6 separate regions of the Sus scrofa genome follow, and regions 1, 2, 3, 4 and 5 are each linked to region 6. The links are chromatin contacts, called in public HiChIP or PLAC-seq maps. All regions are on one chromosome and are shown on one strand. The core of a region is the stretch at or near the end of the contact, and the rest is flanking DNA. Distances in the headings are between cores, read along the strand shown.

Region 1 (2,806 bases), core at 151-2,650, 190 kb after region 6:
GGGGGGGACAAAAGGAGAACATGTCAATTATAACAAGCTGTGGATGTTTTTAACAAAAACCTTTAGCTTATTTAAACCAGAAAACAGGCTACAAGAAGGAACACAAGTAAAGCCTCTACCAGCCTTTATGTTTTCTAATGAAATACTTCCTCATCAGAAAATTTTTATAGGAGGTTAAAAAGGAGAGGCATGCGAAGGCATTCCAAAATTCCAGAGAAGGGATTTCCTTGAGAAAATATTACTACATATTAGAACATGCACAAGTGTGCCAGGAAACTGGGAAAAGTATCTCAGCTGTACCGTGCTGGGCTGGCATCATACAGAAACTAACAGCCACACTGGTCTAGAAATGTTAAACACAATTTCTTTTTTTCCATTTGTACAGGGGTAACGCAGTGTATTAAATATGGAAGGTCTTATCTACATGGGTTTGATTACAGAAACTAATAAAGTATTCCCTAAATAATGAAGGAAAAAAAAACAAGTGTGCCAGGAAACCTACTGATTATACCCAGAAGTACTGAGGCAAACTTAAGACTTAGCGAGTGTAACTTGCACTTGGCAGGGAAGGGAAGAAGGCATGAGGGCATTCTTGGCACTGGCCTGCTAAGGGGTACAGATTCTGAGAGGGGCCAGTAAGAAGAGGGTGCACCCAGCACCTCTGAAAAGTACGCTTCCAACAGATTCAGACCTCCGCATCTAGGCTCATGGTCCCCAGAGGAGCCTCGGGCTATCTGAATCAAGAGAAGGAAACTAGATTAGGGCAGGCCCTACCCTGCCGTCATCCTCAACGTGAATCAGGAGTCCTCACCGTGGCTCAGCAGTAACGAACTCGACTAGGATCCATGAGGACATGGGTTTGATCCCTGGCCTCACTCAGTGGGTTAAGGATCCAGTGTTGAATGAGCTGTAGTGTAGGTCACTGACGTGGCTCGGATCCCGTGTGACTGTGGCTGTGGTGTAGGCCGGCGGCTACAGCTCCGATTCGACCCCTAGCCTGGGAACCTCCATATGCCGCAGGTGTGCCCGTAAAAAGCAAAAAAAGAAAAGAAAAGTCAAAAGAAATTGACTAACTTGCCCAATTACATACAGCCACATGTAACAGAGCTAGGATATGAGTCAATAGTTTGCTTTCAGGAGAACTAATTTGAAGGATATATTTAACTTACAAAAAATAATCACAGGAGCATGTCTTTAAAAATGCGTCCTAACTACCACCTATCAGCATGAGAACACTATTTACAGCCCTAAGAACCATAGGAAGGGCAGCATTTGGAAAGTACGCCCCCTGGAGGGCAAGTCGGCTCGGGCCTCGCCACGTGGCCGGGACAGACTATCTCTAGAGAGGCCGGGTGGTCCACGGCCGGACCCAGACCAAACTCCTTTTCTGAATTCTCCATTCAACTGCTAAGCCTACCTCTGCCTCGCTTCTACCCAAACCTTCTTCTCCTCAGCATGTGTGTCCTCAGGATGCCCAGCTGCCAGCTGCCCCCTTCATCGCAGGCAGGCAGCCAACGGGGAGGGAAGCCCCCGCCCCCTGCGGCCTCCCCGCCTCACTTTAGGGACCAGCCTGCAAAGGGGGGGCTTCTCTCTGCAGCCACAGACCAGGCACTAGGCTCTGCCACACCTTTTCCTTCTGGCTGGAGAAGGAACAAGCAAACTTCGGAGGAAGTGGGGAAATTGAAAATAAATGGTACAAAGTGCTTCAACTCAGAAACAGAGAACATGAAATAAACACGGTTCTGTAGAAAGGCTGGCACAACATGGTACAATGAACAAGGCCCTGCCGTCAGAGCTGTCACCACCTCAGGACTCGAGCCTTAACTCTGCAGGTACTTGTGACAGACACACTGCCTGCCTCCCAAGGCTCCCATCGACCGATGACACGTCCCATTCACACAGCTCTTCCGAACTTTCTAAAATCCTCTCTTGGCGTCTCATTTAAACCTCACTGCCAACAACCTGCAGCAGAAGTAACTAGCCCTCCCTTTAGTAAAGAGAAACAGAGTAAGACAAACAACGTGTTTTGCACAGAGTGACACAAACAGGAAGAGGAAAAGCCAAGAATCGGGCCCAGGGCCTCAGGCTCCAATTCTACTTCCTGAACAGTCTCTGGGGCGAGCTCTGGTTTCTGTCAAGTGAATTTAGAGCCCGATTCACAACATCTGAAATGAAATGAATGCCTCATAATTCACACATCACATCGTAGTTTCTCACAGTCACGGCAAAGCAGTGGTCAGGTGAGAAACGTGGTCAACAAAGGCCCACAGTGGTGAAGACCGAGGCACAGCAGCGGGCCTGGCCTTTCCTACCCCCGTCGCCTTGGGCCCAGCCCTCCTGCCCCGCTACCAGTCCCGCCCAGTAGTCTAAATACGTCCCTAAATCATCCAACAGAGTCAGAGATCAAAGGTAGTTTACGGTCAGAAAAAGCAGGGTACAAGAGGGTAGCTACGGGCTCTCCAAATAGTAAATACTGTCAACCCAGAGCCCATGAAGCGTCCTTGAACAAAAGACGCTCACCGACGGCCCTGCGACAGCCGAGAACCCTAGCGCTCCAGCGAAGGCCTGTTCTCAGACAGGGATCTACTCCACTCCCAGTCTGTGACAGGCTGTGAAAGCCGAGATTCTGCTACTCAGCATGCTTTCCAAACTCACTTTCCTGATGAAGAAAACAGCAGTGACAAAACAAATAAACACCCATCTACCTTGTTTTTGTGAAAACGATTCCCCACTCCCTGTGGTACGGGTAGGCTTGTCCAACACAGAACTGGCGATGTCTCCATTCCATTCACGGGAATGGGGAGAG
Region 2 (2,700 bases), core at 42-2,541, 250 kb after region 6:
AAGGCAATCAACTACTGCCATGTAGAATTCAATATCCAGCTAAGCAATTATGGAGAGTAAAATAATGACATCTGACAACCTATAACACCGAAGTTCACCATTCCTATATCTTCGCTGAATGATGAGTAAGATCCAATTGTGTGTCAACTAGAAGGAAACTGAACCCAGAAGCAAGAGCGAGATGGAGGACAGAAATATAAAGTGACAAATCTTGAGAGTGACTGAAAAATGCTATGTCCATGGGGCACAGTTAAAAACCATGAAGTATGAAGCATTAGACCCCAAGAGCAAAAATATGAAGGGGTGACTTCTTTATGCATTGCTTTGGAATAGGTTGGCGAAGACAGCTGTGCATGTTGACAATTTCAAGGTAACTAGAAAAATCATGAAAGTAGAAGGCAGAGCTTCAAAGCCAGAAGAAGAAGAAAAAAAGGAAAATAAACAAGCCGACAGAAGGCAGGAGAGAGGGAGAAAGAGCAAAGGAAAAGCAGGATTAATGAAAACACCAGTAAAATCCTGGAAAGAATTCCCAATTAGTCAGTAATGACAATAATGTGAGAGAATCCTCAGCCGTCTACCCAAATGAAGACCACAGACTGAATTTTAAGAGGATTTATGGGCAATGACTGCACGAATGCACATATGGTCACAAGCATACGTTTAGGCATGTGTGTCAATAAGCCACCAAATCTTATCAATGAAATGCTCAGTTTAAGCCATTGTCAAGGGTCAGAGATACAAGAAGCCTGTCTGGGCTCAATTTGCTATCTAATCGAGGTGGTGAGACCCTCCCAGCCCAGCGTCCCAGTCCCCGAGGAATCTTAAAGGACACACACAGTTTTCCCGGGCTGACTACAAAAGAGCCTTGGTAAGAAGTAGGAAGAGTTAAGTCTTCGACGCCAAAGAGCAGAAAAACAAGTTTAACTTGGTGTTTAAAGTATGCTGAACATAATACCATTGCAAAAGGAAACAGTCAGTGCCATGAGAGATACAGCATACTCTAAAGCAAAATTAGAAGCAAACGAACACCTTTGCAGAGAACCCAACTCAACTGCATTACCTGCTCTTTCTTTCCTTGCTTTAATTGCCTATGTGTAGTTTTTCAGTGCAAAATCGTGGTTCTGGAAGTCGTTCGGTAGATGGTAAATGAACACAACTCACCCTTGACTGTGTGACGACGTGGAAAGGCTGCCTTTGTGTGTCTTACGGGCAGAACTTATTTGAGTTGTGGGAAGGCCGGTTACGGACACACCCAGCGTTAAAGCAACCGAGGGGCCCTCAGACTTGTCCTGTGCCAGGATTGGCTGGGAGTCCTTTTAACACAATTCCAAGGCCAGGACGCACCTGCAGCCTAGGCTGTCTAGGCATGGGAAACGGGCCTCGTTATTTTTGAGGCTGACCCAGTGGCTGCAAGGAGCAGGTCAGTGTGGGCGCCAGCACCCCAAGGAGAGCAGGAGGAAATAAACCTTCTCAATTGAACAGGCTTGTGCTTTAGTGACATGGTGGCTGCAGAGAATCCCAACAGCAAGCTCCAGCCAAGGCGGCTTTACTTTTTCCAAGAGGGTTTTTTGCTTTCTGCATTCTGAGCCCTTCTCGTCTTGCTCCAAGCTGAAAAGCGTTGACATCAAAAGTTTAAGAATAAGGCCTAACAGTCTCATTATAGTCAATTTACTCCTCGCTAGACCACCTCTTAATTCAGGTATTTCCAAACCCAAAGAAGTGCCCATTCCCCACACACCGGGCTCACCCTGGTTGCATTATAGACAGGTGTCCTGACATCGCCTCTGCCGGCTCTCTGACGAAAATAGTGGCTCACATCTTTCAAAATAGTATTGTGCACTAAATAGACATATTCATCTTTAAATTCAGAGGGTTCAAAAGGAGCAGAGAGAGGGAGAGGAGAGAGCGAGAGTGAGCGCGCCTGCAATTTCATAGTCAATTTAGCGAATGCTTTTCTGCCACCTAGTGGCCGTTTCAGGATGCGCGATGCAAAATTCATCTTTATAATCAGTGTCTGTCGTGTCGAGGGGGTTCAACGCCAAACAAGGTGGAATCTACTTAATATTTACCAAAATCTTGGGAGCACTGCCAACTTCACACCAAGTCCACAGATCTGGGTGCTTCGTGAGTGATATTTCAGAGGGCCAAATTTTCCCGACGACATGCTGTTTGCCTCAGTTTCATTCTTGAGAAGCTCAAGTTTTTTTAACTCCAAATCTAGCTCATCAAGGATTGTTCGCAGGTATGTAAATGATATAGTTAACACACCTATGAGACTCACACATCTCGAAGTCAAACTTGGTTGCCAAAAGGGAAACGTGAGGTAAAGGGAAAATCTGGGGGCTTGGGATTTGACATACACACATGGACTGTGTAAATATATATGTCACATACATTACACACACACACACACACACACACACACACACACACACGGAATAGATAACGAACAAGAACCTGCCGCAAAGCGCAGGGAACTCTGCTCTATATGCTGCAATAACCTAGACGGGAAAAGACTCTGAAGAAGAGCAGGTATGTATGAATGTGTACGGCTGATTTGTGTGGCTGTACACTGGAAGCTCACAGCGTGTGGCAAATCACCGCTACTCCAACAGCACTAAAACACACCCACACACCCATAACCTCCCTGACCCTTCAATTCTGTTGTACCCCAGGGCTCAGCTATTGGAGTCTCCTGTT
Region 3 (2,700 bases), core at 12-2,511, 170 kb after region 6:
CGACGGGAACTCCTCAATTCCCTCCCCCAAGAAACCCCCCGACGATGACAGCTTCTTACGCAGGCATGCACTCCAGTGGCGGCTAGAGAACCCATCCATCCCACTTACTCTCCGGAGCAGACAGTAGTGGCTCTGTACACTGGTCTGTGAGCCTGGTAAAGCCTCCCCAGGAGACAGACCGACTCAGGATGCTGACACACTACCAGGCCAGAGTCACGCTAAGAAAATACAACCTTCGAAGCTTCTTGGGAGAGAACTTCAGATATTTTATTTTTTATTCATTTAACCATTATGCTGAATATTTTTCATCTTTTAAATGTCAAAGAATAGAGCTGGATTAACAAAAAAAATGGGGAGACAACAAAGAATTAGAAGATAAATATAAATAGGCAAGCATGGGGTGGGTGAGCAGACAGACTGAACAAACAGACATAACTGGTAATAAATACATAATCTAACATTTGCTGAGTACCAAAGAGATCCTGGCCTTACAGAGGCACTTTATATCTACCATCTCATGAATCTCCACACCAACCCTGTAATCTATCATCCCATTTGATAAATGGAAACACTGAGACGCAGGGATCTGAGATCACTGGCCTAAGAGACAGAGCCAGCTGAGAAAAAGCCAGAAGTATCCAATTCCAAATTCTATGATCTTTATTTTGCACATTCTGCTTTCAAGTATAAAACAGGTTAAAATGCAAAATGATTGATTCTGATTTTATCAAAATGATCCTTGGTGATAACATTTTAAATATTTCTGGAAGTTCTACTAGCTTTACAACAAGAATTCTAAGAAACATGAAAACACATTGTTCCTGCAACTCAACATTCTGTTCCAGAACAGCAAGTGGCATCAAGGATATCTTGCGGTAGGAAGCAGCTGCTTTCCCTGACACCAACTTCAAAAACTTGGGGCAAATCCCTAATACATCCTTAGTTTTCCTTAATCCCCTCCCATAAGCCTCCATTGTAATGTGTCTGTCATCGAGGTTATAGCTATACTGGCCCGAAAACAAAGCCTAGTTATGTCTGCGTGGAAAAGGCCCACGCTCTGCAGTTGCTGGAACTTCAGGCACATTATCACTGGCTTCTCATGGGAAAAAGGCAAACACTGCCTTCAAGTTCAGAAAAAGAAAATTAAAACCAGTGAGCAGCCATACCTGGATTAGTAATGAATGACAGCAACACAGCCTGGAACTATTAGTTTCATCTGGGCCGGAAGGAATCTCAGTGGAGGAATTTTTGGCTGCAGTGCTGCCATTTGCTGAGTTTTGAAAATTAAACACTGATGCACCAACATTGGAACGTGCCTCTGCACAGCACAGTAACGTGCAGGCAGTTGCAGCCAGAGTTTATACGAGATTTAATAAAGGACTTCATGTCAGAATGGCTTCCAATTGTTCCAAGTGAACTCAATAAAAAATAAATGACAGTGATGGGGTTCAAAATATTCACACCCTGGAGCTGCCAAGCTAAATAATTTAATATCTTTTTGAACAGAAAAGCCTTTTCCCCCAGGACATATTTTTCAAAAATATTAAATGTTCTGTTAGTTTAGCTTTCCCCTTGCAAGCAGCTGCATTCTTTTTTTTGAAACTGGAGAATAATGGTCTTGCCTCTCCTCTAATTGGAGAAAAATTCCAGGCCCATTAGATAGGAAGCATTCGAATCACAAACTTTTATAGCTTATAAATTACGGTACTCTTAATATTAGGCAAAGTTTGAATAAGTCAAAATACCTTCCAAAGGTGGGGAGAAAAAACATGTTTTGAAATAAAAAGGAGGAAGCTCTCGACACTGCAAAATTGAGCTCTCATCTCCCTAGATGTTGTTTTGTTAAGCAGGGAAAGCACTTAGCACCCAAATAAGATGAATTATGAAAATGAGAACACCCCAGGTACAATGCAACCTTTGTGTTTGATAAGCCTGGTGACAGGGGTCTACCTACTAGTGCATAATAACAATTGCCAGGCACTAATCCCGGGAAGGTTAAGGCGCATCATTGGCTAAAATACGTTGCTTTCTAAATAGTTTAGTGTGTTGGTTACCTCCACACACATTCTTCTTAAGGAAGATAATACACTCTTCCATTTAATTAGAAGATATAAGAACATAACCTTCACGGCTTTCAAATATTATTTGTTCACATCTATCACTTCTACCTGATCTTACAAAGCTCCCACAGTGTGAAGAATTCAAGTGCTGAATTTCTTTTCCTTACTCTCTGCACAAAAGGGCTGTGAGGAGAGGGGCCGAGGAGGAAAGGCAGGGTGAAAGAAGAGGGACGGCCCGAAGGTCCCCTCATGGCGCAGGGGTAAGGAACCCACTGAGGATCCATGAGGTTGCAGGTTCGACCCCTGGCCTCGCTCAGTGGGTTAAGGATCTGGTGTTGCTGTGAGCTGTGGTGTAGGTCAAAGATGCAGCTTGGATCCCCTGTTGCTGTGGCTGTGGTGTAGGCTGGTGGCTACAGCTCCTATTGGACCTCCAGCCTGGGAGCCTCCATCTGCCCTGGGTGTGGCCCTAAAAAGACAAAAAAAAACAAAAACAAAAACAGGGGAAGCCAAATGAAGGTCCTGATTGGAGGCAGCTTTTCACACAGAATCCTCAAGAGTTGGTAAACAAATCCTCCAACTGAAGATCTTTTTTTTTGGTCTTTTTGGTCTTTTTGCCATTTCTAGGGCCGCTTCTGTGGCA
Region 4 (2,700 bases), core at 133-2,632, 220 kb after region 6:
AATGATAAAAGCAAGCCTACATACTACATGATGTCCAATAAGGAAAACAAAATGCGCTAATGTATATATAACAACAGATCGTGGATTATCAATACTTTTTAAAAAACTGTCAAGGGCAAATATATATGTCCTCCTTATAGCAGAAATAAAAAATAACAGTAAATCCAAAATTACTAGTAACTGGTTGCACCCTAATCTAAAATTGCCCTCAAATACTAAACACAATAGGGTAACTTTTGGTAAAAATGTATCAGAAAGTCAGGCAGAAAAACAACGATCTGCAACTGCAAACGTGACGTCACTGATTTGCCATGTAATTATCACTGTAATTCCAAACGCATTTAGAAGTTCATTCCATGACAAAGAAAATAAGACAACCTAAACTCTGCAGGGCAGAGAAGATTCCAAAAAGAAAACTTTGCATGGCTTACTTGTATGAAGACAACTTTAAAGCACGATCTTGTTGACAAAGAAATGTAGCCTAAGTTGGACCTGGGTGAGAAAGAGTTCAAGTTTTCCCTGGGCATGTAACATTTTTCCCCGAAATCCGCACGGGTAAAAAATGAATAAATAATTTGTAAAACGCTCCCTTAAAGAGCCAGCATCAATTGCAAATGAAGCAAGACGAGTTCAGCATCCAAGAGGTGACTAGTCGTCTTTCGGATGCGTTAGGTCAGGACGTCCTTCTCCTCTAGGACCCTCGGAGAAGGACCCTCCCCTCCAGCCTCCCCTAGAAGCCGGCCTCGCAGACAACCTGCCAAGTCCCGGACACTCCCCAAGCGGGACCGCCTTCCTTCGAGATGCATCCCGCCCGGTGTCACCCGCCGCCCCCTCCCCTCCGGGGCCTCTTCGGCCTCAGGGTCCCGGGTGCCTCCCACCCCAGCCCCCTGCGGCTGCCCTCTGGGCTCCCCGGCCCCCGATCCTGGTCCCCTGCCTCAAACCTTGGGGTCCCGAGTCTCCCTCTGCCCGCGCGGGGAGTCCCGACTCTCCCGTGCCTACCCGGTCTCCCCGTCCCGCGGCGCGGGGCTGCGGCGGCGCCGAAAAGCATCCACCGCGAAGACCAGTGCCTGAGACTCTCCGGCTCCGATCCGGACCGGGAGCCGGCTTCCGCCTCGCACCGGAAGGCATTGGCGAGGGACCGGAAGTCCCGCCCCTCCCGCCGCCGGCCGGTGGGGCGCTGGGCTGTCGGCGCTGGAGCGCAGGGAGGGTTGGGGCCAGGGGGCTCGCAGGCAACCGGGCGGGAGCAGAAGGACTTCGAAGGGGCGGGTTTCCAGGTGTCCTTCTGCTGCTTCCCTTTTCAGCGGATCAGCCAACCTACCTGCAGCCGCTTGACCAGGGGTTTGCTCTGCTCCCAAGCCCTAGAGGGTCAGGATGACTCAGACACTGACCCTTGCCCTCGCAATCTAGTTGAGAGTTGACATAAATATAAACAGAGGTTAATCACAGCACAAGGCGGTATTGCTTCATACCTTAATCCAAATTTTTATCACCTGCTGTATATCATTCAGGAAACAACTAGGCTGTAAAGAGAAGAACGCCCCTATCTTACGGAGCTAGGGAGGCAATGAATCAGGCAGAGAGTAAATCAAACAGCGACCTGTCCCTTGGAAAGCATAGGCTAAGGACAGATATAGGGGCAAACAAGTGCAATGAAATCATCCAGCATTACAGGAACTATGGCCCTGCTGAAGGCAGTGGTGGGGTGTAGGGAGCTGGGCTGAGAAGAGACTCCAGAGATAATGGCTCTTCAGCTGAGACTGAATAAATGATGAATAAGAATTAAAGGTCAGATAAGGTGGGGAAGTGCAGGCAGAGGAGAAGGATGCCAGACAGTGGGAGTTTGGCTTGATCAGAGAGGGGGAGGAGGGTACAGTTAATTTAGCAAGGTCTGAGATCGCAGAGACAAGAGGAAGCTAGGAGAGGAGGCAAAGCCGGATCAGGAAGACTGTTGTGCATTATGCTAAGGAATTTGAACTTTAGACTCCATGCAGCAGGGAATCAATGCCTATCTCTAGGGCAACTGATGAAACACTGAGTTACGAGGTTGAAAAGGATGACTGACCTATTCACCAAAGAAAAGTAAGAACTTGAAAGATCATGGCTAGAACATTTTACTTGTGAGGGTGCATTCTCAACTGCCATGCTGAGATGTTAAGACAGTGGTTAGCTGCAGCAGCTATATAAAGTCAGGACCACTAGGGCCTGGACCCTTCAGGTTGCCGGTTGGGCACATCACCCCAACCGAGTTGCAAGCTGAAGCCACAGGGAACCATGGAATGAATGAAGACTGCATTCCCACTAGACTAATGAGGCTGTTTGCTGCCTCTATTTCCTTGCTTGCTAATACTGCCTAATAAATATCCTCTTGCACACCCAGCCCCATTTTTCCATTTTAAAAAGAAATGATACAAAAATTGTTCCTTCATTTCTTTTGCTTTTGCCAACAACAAACTATGTTGCACTACATGGAGGGAGGATGACAGTAAAAGGAAAGGAAGAATGGACATCACGTAGAAAGTCTATACTTAGAGGGCACAATGTCACCTCTGGACATGGCTTTTGGCTTTCTCCCAATGGGAAGGTTAGAAGTCCATTTGTGGTGCTACATGAAATAACCCAATCATGTAGCAGGTGTGTCTTTGAAAGAATGAGAATGTATACGTGTGGTGTGAGGTATGTGGGGTTTGTGTGGGTGAGGAT
Region 5 (2,700 bases), core at 148-2,647, 150 kb after region 6:
AAAGAAACAAATTATCCAGCAAAAGGGAACTAGTTAAATAAATTAAGGGAAATAAATTAATCCTGGAGCAGAATTTTAAGCAGCCATTAAAAACGTGTATCTCCGTATTTCTCTATATTTTAACGTGTACTTTAAAGCCCTTAATTCTTTCCTTCCCTTTACCAGTTTTCAGAATATAAGTTGAGTCCATAGCATCCTCTAGCTGTGACCAATAAAGAAAAAAATTTTTTTTTTCTTTTCTTTTCTTAACAGATGGTCCCCAACCTCTCTCCTCTCATCCAGTTTCTGGTCACCTCCTTACTGCTGGGGAGCTGCTCCACAGCAGGGGACGGAGGGGTGTGGCCTTTCAGAGACGCAACAGGCAACACACTCATTTGCCGACACCTGCCCTGTGACACGGAGCACTGGGTGCCTCGGACACAGTAAACCCTCAACAAGTATCTGTACAATTCATTAACGTATGGAAAACATTTTACACGTGAATGTACGGAGCACTGCAGCTGAAGGAGGCGTCACCTTGGTCACGGTGCGTTTGCACACAAAGGAATCTACTCAGAAGACTTGAGCTCCTCGGTTCGGGCTCACTATTTACTTTAGGCTCTAACTCTGTGTTTGCATAATGCAGCCCAAGCTTAGAATCTGCACAGCTAAGGAGTCTGTTCTATTTAAAGAAGATGGCCATTAAGGTGGGCCGTCACTGGCAAACTTTTCCGATTGCATAAAAGTTAAAACCACCACCCATTAGTTGGTGGAAACAACTTCTGCTTCTGGGTCCTTGGCCTTTCAAGGCCGTCCACACACACCAGCTCGGACCGCTCGGGGCCAGTTCGGCAGCCCACCTCCTGGGGCTCCCTAACAGCGACGCGTTATTTCAAGCCGTTTCCAAACTGCCTTTCTAAGCGTTTCTTCTCTCCGCCCTGATGGATGCAATTCTAGCGCGGGGTCCCCGGCTGAGGGCAGCTCACGCCCAATGAGGCCGCGGGGCCTCGGCGCCTGCAGACGTGCCTTTCCCGCTCCGGCCCTGCGCCCCCCACCCGCAACCCTTTCCAGCGCCTTCTAAGGCCTGTGCCCCCTCCCACAACGTTTCAGTCGCCTCCCCCTCCCCACCCCCGGAAGGCTCGAATCCCTGCCCTCATCAGTCCCGGCCGCCGCTGTATCAAGAATACCGCCGATGGGGATTGAAAAGACTCGGAGTCCTCACAGATCTGCAGGCTGATGGAGACCGGGGGGCAGCAGGGCTGGGCGCAGGTCAGAGCCCCCTTGCTGGTTTCCTCCGGCAGGAAAGCCAGAGGAAGCGAGCTCGCTCCGTCTCGCTGATCCCCCCCACCCCAGGGCTCCACTCTGAGACCTAAGGTCCCGCAAAGACCCCACCTCCAGACACCTTGAAGCGGGAATTATGGCGTCACCACGTGGATGTGGGGGGACACGGACGCGTGGTCCCTAACACTCCCTGACTCATAGTGCCTTTCCACTTGTCCTTGAAGACAGATCACAGATGGCACCGACATCCGCTTGGGTGATGAACTGATCATTTCTTTCCCTCACTAGACTCCCAAGTTATGTAAAAGTGGGGACGATGCGGGTTACACGCCTATGTCCTTCCCAGGGCTTGGCACGTCTGCATCTCAACAACAAAAAGCCGTTTTACCTGTGGGATTTATTCCTCACAACAAACTGGGACGGAGAAGTTTATTATCCTCATGTTATAGACGCGGTAACCAGTGATCTCAGAGAGAAAGCAGCGAGCTGGAGGCCACAGAAGCACAAAGCAAAGCTGGGAAAGGACTAACCCAAGCCTCCCAGACGGCAGAGGCCCCGCTGTCTCTCTCCTCCTGATGCTTTTAGAACACCAGGTATCTACCTTGCCTGCATGTGAAATAAACATCAGAGAAATAAAAGGACCTGTACAATGAATATCCATGGACTTGCTTCCCAGCTTGATAAAAATCTTTTAATTTGACTTAGTTGCCTTTTTTTTTTTAATAAAACATTACAAGCAAAACGGAGGCCCTGTGGATCATTTTAGGGTTCTAGTCTATTTCTTCCCTCCAAATGGGGTAACCACCATCCTAAATGCAGAGTTTCCATTCCATGCGTATCTTATACTCCTACAACATACATATCCATAGGTAATACATGCACTATTTTACGTTTTATATAAACACTATCATATCCTATCTATCATTCTGCAACTTTATTACTCAAGGCTGGTTTTGAGATTTATGTTCATATACAGCTCTATTTCATTCTTAACTGCTTAACAGTGTAGACATCAGAATTTATTTCCCTAGTCCTTTCTGATGAATACTTAGGTAGTTCTGCTATTTTACAATTATAGACAGAGCTGTACAGAACCTACTTACGTACATCCTTCGTACCTTTGCAGGAGTTTCCCCAGTGTATTGCATTAAGGAGTGAAATGGCTGGCAAGAAGGGTTTATGCATAGAAAATGCATCGCTGCTCACCAAAGTGTTAGTACTTGATTTTCATTTTTAATTTACTTATTAAAGATTAAAGATCTATCCACATGGTATGCCCCAGAAGTTGAAACTCACTTCTTCTTACACCACGACTAATCAGTCAGACCTTCCCCCCCCAACACACACAGCAAGCAACTAATGTTCATGAAACAAAATGAACATCCAGGGAGTTCCTGTCGTGGTGCAGCAGAAATGAATCTGACTAAGTATCCATGAGGA
Region 6 (2,700 bases), core at 16-2,515:
CGAGAAGAGCCAGCCCCTCCAGCGCCACCTCAGCTGAGAGGCCCGGCGGACAGGGCGCCAGGCTCTGCAAACACGGCGCCTCGAGGCCCACATTCCATCCAGGCTTCATGAGACAGAAACGCCCCCCATGGCCCCACCTGGTGCCTCAGTAGGGAGCGGTCCACCTGCCAGCCCCCACATCTCAACAGCGGCCAGGGACTGTCCCCCAAAATGGGGATCGCCAGGACTTGCCAAGGATAACTGTGCCCAGGAGGCCCGGACAGTTAGAATGGGGGTGACTAGATTGAGCCCCCTTTAGTCTAGGGGTTGGCTCTAATTCTGCCGGCAGGCAGGGGTGATCCCGCTTCTGTTCGAATACTTCTAAGGATGGGAGGCCCCTCCTTTGTAAAGTCAGCCTGCTCTCTTATTGAGAATATGCTTCATTCTTGTATTGATGCAAAATCTGCTTTCCGGAACTTTGACCCACGGGTCCCAATTCTGCCGAAGGGCCTCCTCGTCCCGCCAGGCAGGAAGACCCGTATTGGCTCAGAGGGTTACAAACCCGACCAGTACCCATGAGGATGCCCCAGGCCTTGCTCAGTGGTGAAGAATCCAGCTTTGCTGTGGCTGTGGTGTAGATCAGTAGCCCTGCGGCTCCTATTCAACCCCCAACCTGGGAACCTCCATATGCTGCACATGAGGCCCTAAAAAGAAAAGAAAAAAAAAAGACACACAGTCACTGTGGTATCTCAGAGACCCTTCTGTGGGCAACATCTCTTATACGGTAGTTGCTCAGTGAAATCGTGAACAAATTTAGGGTTTTGTGGAAATACTGGACAAGGCCCTTGGCCTCCCTGGAACCCTGAAGGTGGACTCCAGGCCAGAGGCCTCATCCACACCCAGCCCCACTGTCCACACCTGTGACCAGCAGACCCTGCCCAAGGCAGAAATGCCTGTGGAAGGCCACATGGGGGCCAGAACACTTGTCCCCACCCCTCCTCGGGTTGTGCCATGTGCTGGAGTCAGGCTGGCCACCACTCTCCCTGCGGGGGCAGAATGCAAGGGAGAGATTTCTGGAACAGAGCCCATGTCTCAGGCCGCACTGGCGGCCGCGAACTCAGCCTATTGTGGTTCTCCTTCCCTTCGCAGGGCTTTTATTGGTATTTCCCACTGGTCTTCCAGACTAAAAAGAAATCTTCAGAAACCACAGGAAGGGGAGGAGGGCTGGAGAGGAGCCCTGCAGGCCAGCTGCTTCTGGAAGTCGCTGATCTCCAAACAGGAAGGCTGGTCTTTCCTGTTTAGACATCGTGTCTGCCTAGAGGAAGTTGTGACAAAGTAACAGTAATAATGACATCAGCCCCCGATGTGTCCACATCCCTCCTATCACAAATGGCTGTTTGTGCAGGGCGTGCCAAACCTGGTGGGCACAGCTCCACTGGGGCTCTAGGGGCAGATGATGAGCTGTGGAGTTTGGAAGGCTTGACCGGGGAGGGGATCCCTTGGGGACAGTCCTGGATGCCCACGGACCCTTTGGGACCAGGGAGAATGGGCCTTTGGGCAGAAGGAGAAAGCCGTGGGGTCAAGCTTTGTTCTCAGCCAGGTGCCAGCCCCGCCCAGCCCATGCCAGCTGGCAGACCTGACCCAGCAATTCAGCTCCTCTGGATGCTGAGCTGGAGAAAATCCCCAGCTGCTCTGCGCGCATGGCCCGTATTGCCCAGACTCTTGACCGTTTTCCAGCCACCTGGAGCCACCTGGCGGAAGTGCATTGGCTCCCAGTGCAAGCGTCACTGAATCTTGAGAAGAGGGCTCGGAGTTCCCGCTGTGGTGCAGCAGGTTAAGGACCCAGTGCTGTCTCTGTGGTGGTGCAGGCACCACCCAGTACAGTGGGTTCAGGGCCCAGCATTGCCGCAGCTGTGGCGGAGGGACAGCTGCAGCTCAGCTTCCATCCCTGCCTGGGAACTTCCACATGCCTTGGGTGTGCCCAAGAGGGGATGAGGCGGGGGTAGGGGGAGGGAGACTGGGTTTCCAGTGGGAGAAGCCGTGGGTTCCAGGCCTGATCCAGCTCTTTGGGAGCTGCGTGGCTCCACTTAGCAAAACCTCTCATCCCCTTAGCAGCTGCTGCTAAGGTGCCCTCTGTCCGGTGCAGTCACTGTCCACATGTGTGTGCTCAGGGCAGTTCTGCTTTCTGCTGAGAGCTGCCCCTACGTGTGTCTGTACACACACAGGGGACCAGAAAGACAGCGTGATGTGGTTCCCAGGATCCAGCGTGGCCTTGGGGGTGGGGTGGGGGGAGGGGACCGTCTCTGCTCTCCCTTAGCTACCGAGAGGGAGCCTTCCCCCCACCAACGCCACCAACGCCACCAACGCCAGCTCTCCCTCATCTGTTTTTTCCTTTTTTCCTTTCTTTTTTTTTTTGGCCACTCCGCAGCACATGGAAGTTCCCAACCCAGGGACCGAACCCAAGCCATAGCAGTGACAACGCCAATTCCCCAACCCCTAGGCCACAGAGGAACTCCAAGCGTGGCCTTTGAGTGGCATTTAAATTAATAGAGCCCTAGAGGGAATGCTGGTTAAACACCAGAAGACACTTGCTGAGCGTGAGGATTGCGTGTGGAGATTCTGTTTCTTCTGTGGCTTTGTTTCAATTCTTTTCGGATGTTTCAGCTCCGCCAGGAAGAACTAACAAAGGAAACCCAGGCACCTGCTCACACAAGCGACTTG

Evidence for each region. HiChIP or PLAC-seq counts read pairs in DNA pulled down with a chosen protein or histone mark.
Region 1: a contact with region 6 is called in an H3K27ac HiChIP or PLAC-seq map of alveolar macrophages. The contact joins two enhancer-like sites. A contact is called at or near these places in 3 of 47 Hi-C or Micro-C datasets (embryonic fibroblasts, epiblast stem cells and heart right ventricle) and 2 of 2 datasets of contacts at active chromatin or transcription factors (alveolar macrophages and skeletal muscle).
Region 2: a contact with region 6 is called in an H3K27ac HiChIP or PLAC-seq map of alveolar macrophages. The contact joins the promoter of FAM177B here to the enhancer-like site in region 6. A contact is called at or near these places in 12 of 47 Hi-C or Micro-C datasets (blood, embryonic fibroblasts, epiblast stem cells and 7 more) and 2 of 2 datasets of contacts at active chromatin or transcription factors (alveolar macrophages and skeletal muscle).
Region 3: a contact with region 6 is called in an H3K27ac HiChIP or PLAC-seq map of skeletal muscle. The contact joins two enhancer-like sites. A contact is called at or near these places in 2 of 47 Hi-C or Micro-C datasets (embryonic fibroblasts and epiblast stem cells) and 2 of 2 datasets of contacts at active chromatin or transcription factors (alveolar macrophages and skeletal muscle).
Region 4: an H3K27ac HiChIP or PLAC-seq map of alveolar macrophages shows a contact between it and region 6. The contact joins the promoter of DISP1 here to the enhancer-like site in region 6. A contact is called at or near these places in 3 of 5 promoter capture datasets (fetal liver, fetal skeletal muscle and liver), 26 of 47 Hi-C or Micro-C datasets (adipocytes, adipose tissue, alveolar macrophages and 14 more) and 2 of 2 datasets of contacts at active chromatin or transcription factors (alveolar macrophages and skeletal muscle).
Region 5: a contact with region 6 is called in an H3K27ac HiChIP or PLAC-seq map of skeletal muscle. The contact joins two enhancer-like sites. A contact is called at or near these places in 2 of 2 datasets of contacts at active chromatin or transcription factors (alveolar macrophages and skeletal muscle).

The regions. Positions count from the first base shown.
Region 1 is chr10:11,552,820-11,555,625 of Sscrofa11.1, reverse strand. The region is part of intron 1 of DISP1 (protein dispatched homolog 1); the gene reads right to left. Among named protein-coding and RNA genes, the nearest start is that of DISP1, 28 kb to the right of the region's middle. Within about 2 kb of position 1,400, at least 22 of the 83 cell types and tissues checked have an H3K27ac peak or open chromatin away from gene starts, as enhancers often do. A contact at or near this core is called in alveolar macrophages and skeletal muscle, where this site is marked.
Region 2 is chr10:11,489,955-11,492,654 of Sscrofa11.1, reverse strand. FAM177B (protein FAM177B) reads right to left here and starts at 1,291. Exons shown (of 6, transcript XM_003130514.3): 1 at 1,061-1,291.
Region 3 is chr10:11,572,227-11,574,926 of Sscrofa11.1, reverse strand. All of the region lies in intron 1 of DISP1 (protein dispatched homolog 1), which reads right to left. Among named protein-coding and RNA genes, the nearest start is that of DISP1, 47 kb to the right of the region's middle. Within about 2 kb of position 1,261, at least 10 of the 83 cell types and tissues checked have an H3K27ac peak or open chromatin away from gene starts, as enhancers often do. A contact at or near this core is called in skeletal muscle, where this site is marked.
Region 4 is chr10:11,525,035-11,527,734 of Sscrofa11.1, reverse strand. It overlaps DISP1 (protein dispatched homolog 1), which reads right to left and starts at 1,382. Exons shown (of 8, transcript XM_021064356.1): 1 at 1,319-1,382.
Region 5 is chr10:11,591,013-11,593,712 of Sscrofa11.1, reverse strand. The region is part of intron 1 of DISP1 (protein dispatched homolog 1); the gene reads right to left. Among named protein-coding and RNA genes, the nearest start is that of DISP1, 66 kb to the right of the region's middle. Within about 2 kb of position 1,397, at least 43 of the 83 cell types and tissues checked have an H3K27ac peak or open chromatin away from gene starts, as enhancers often do. A contact at or near this core is called in alveolar macrophages and skeletal muscle, where this site is marked.
Region 6 is chr10:11,740,101-11,742,800 of Sscrofa11.1, reverse strand. No RefSeq gene overlaps it. Among named protein-coding and RNA genes, the nearest start is that of WDR64, 94 kb to the left of the region's middle. Within about 2 kb of position 1,265, at least 31 of the 83 cell types and tissues checked have an H3K27ac peak or open chromatin away from gene starts, as enhancers often do. A contact at or near this core is called in adipose tissue, alveolar macrophages, fetal liver and 7 more, where this site is marked.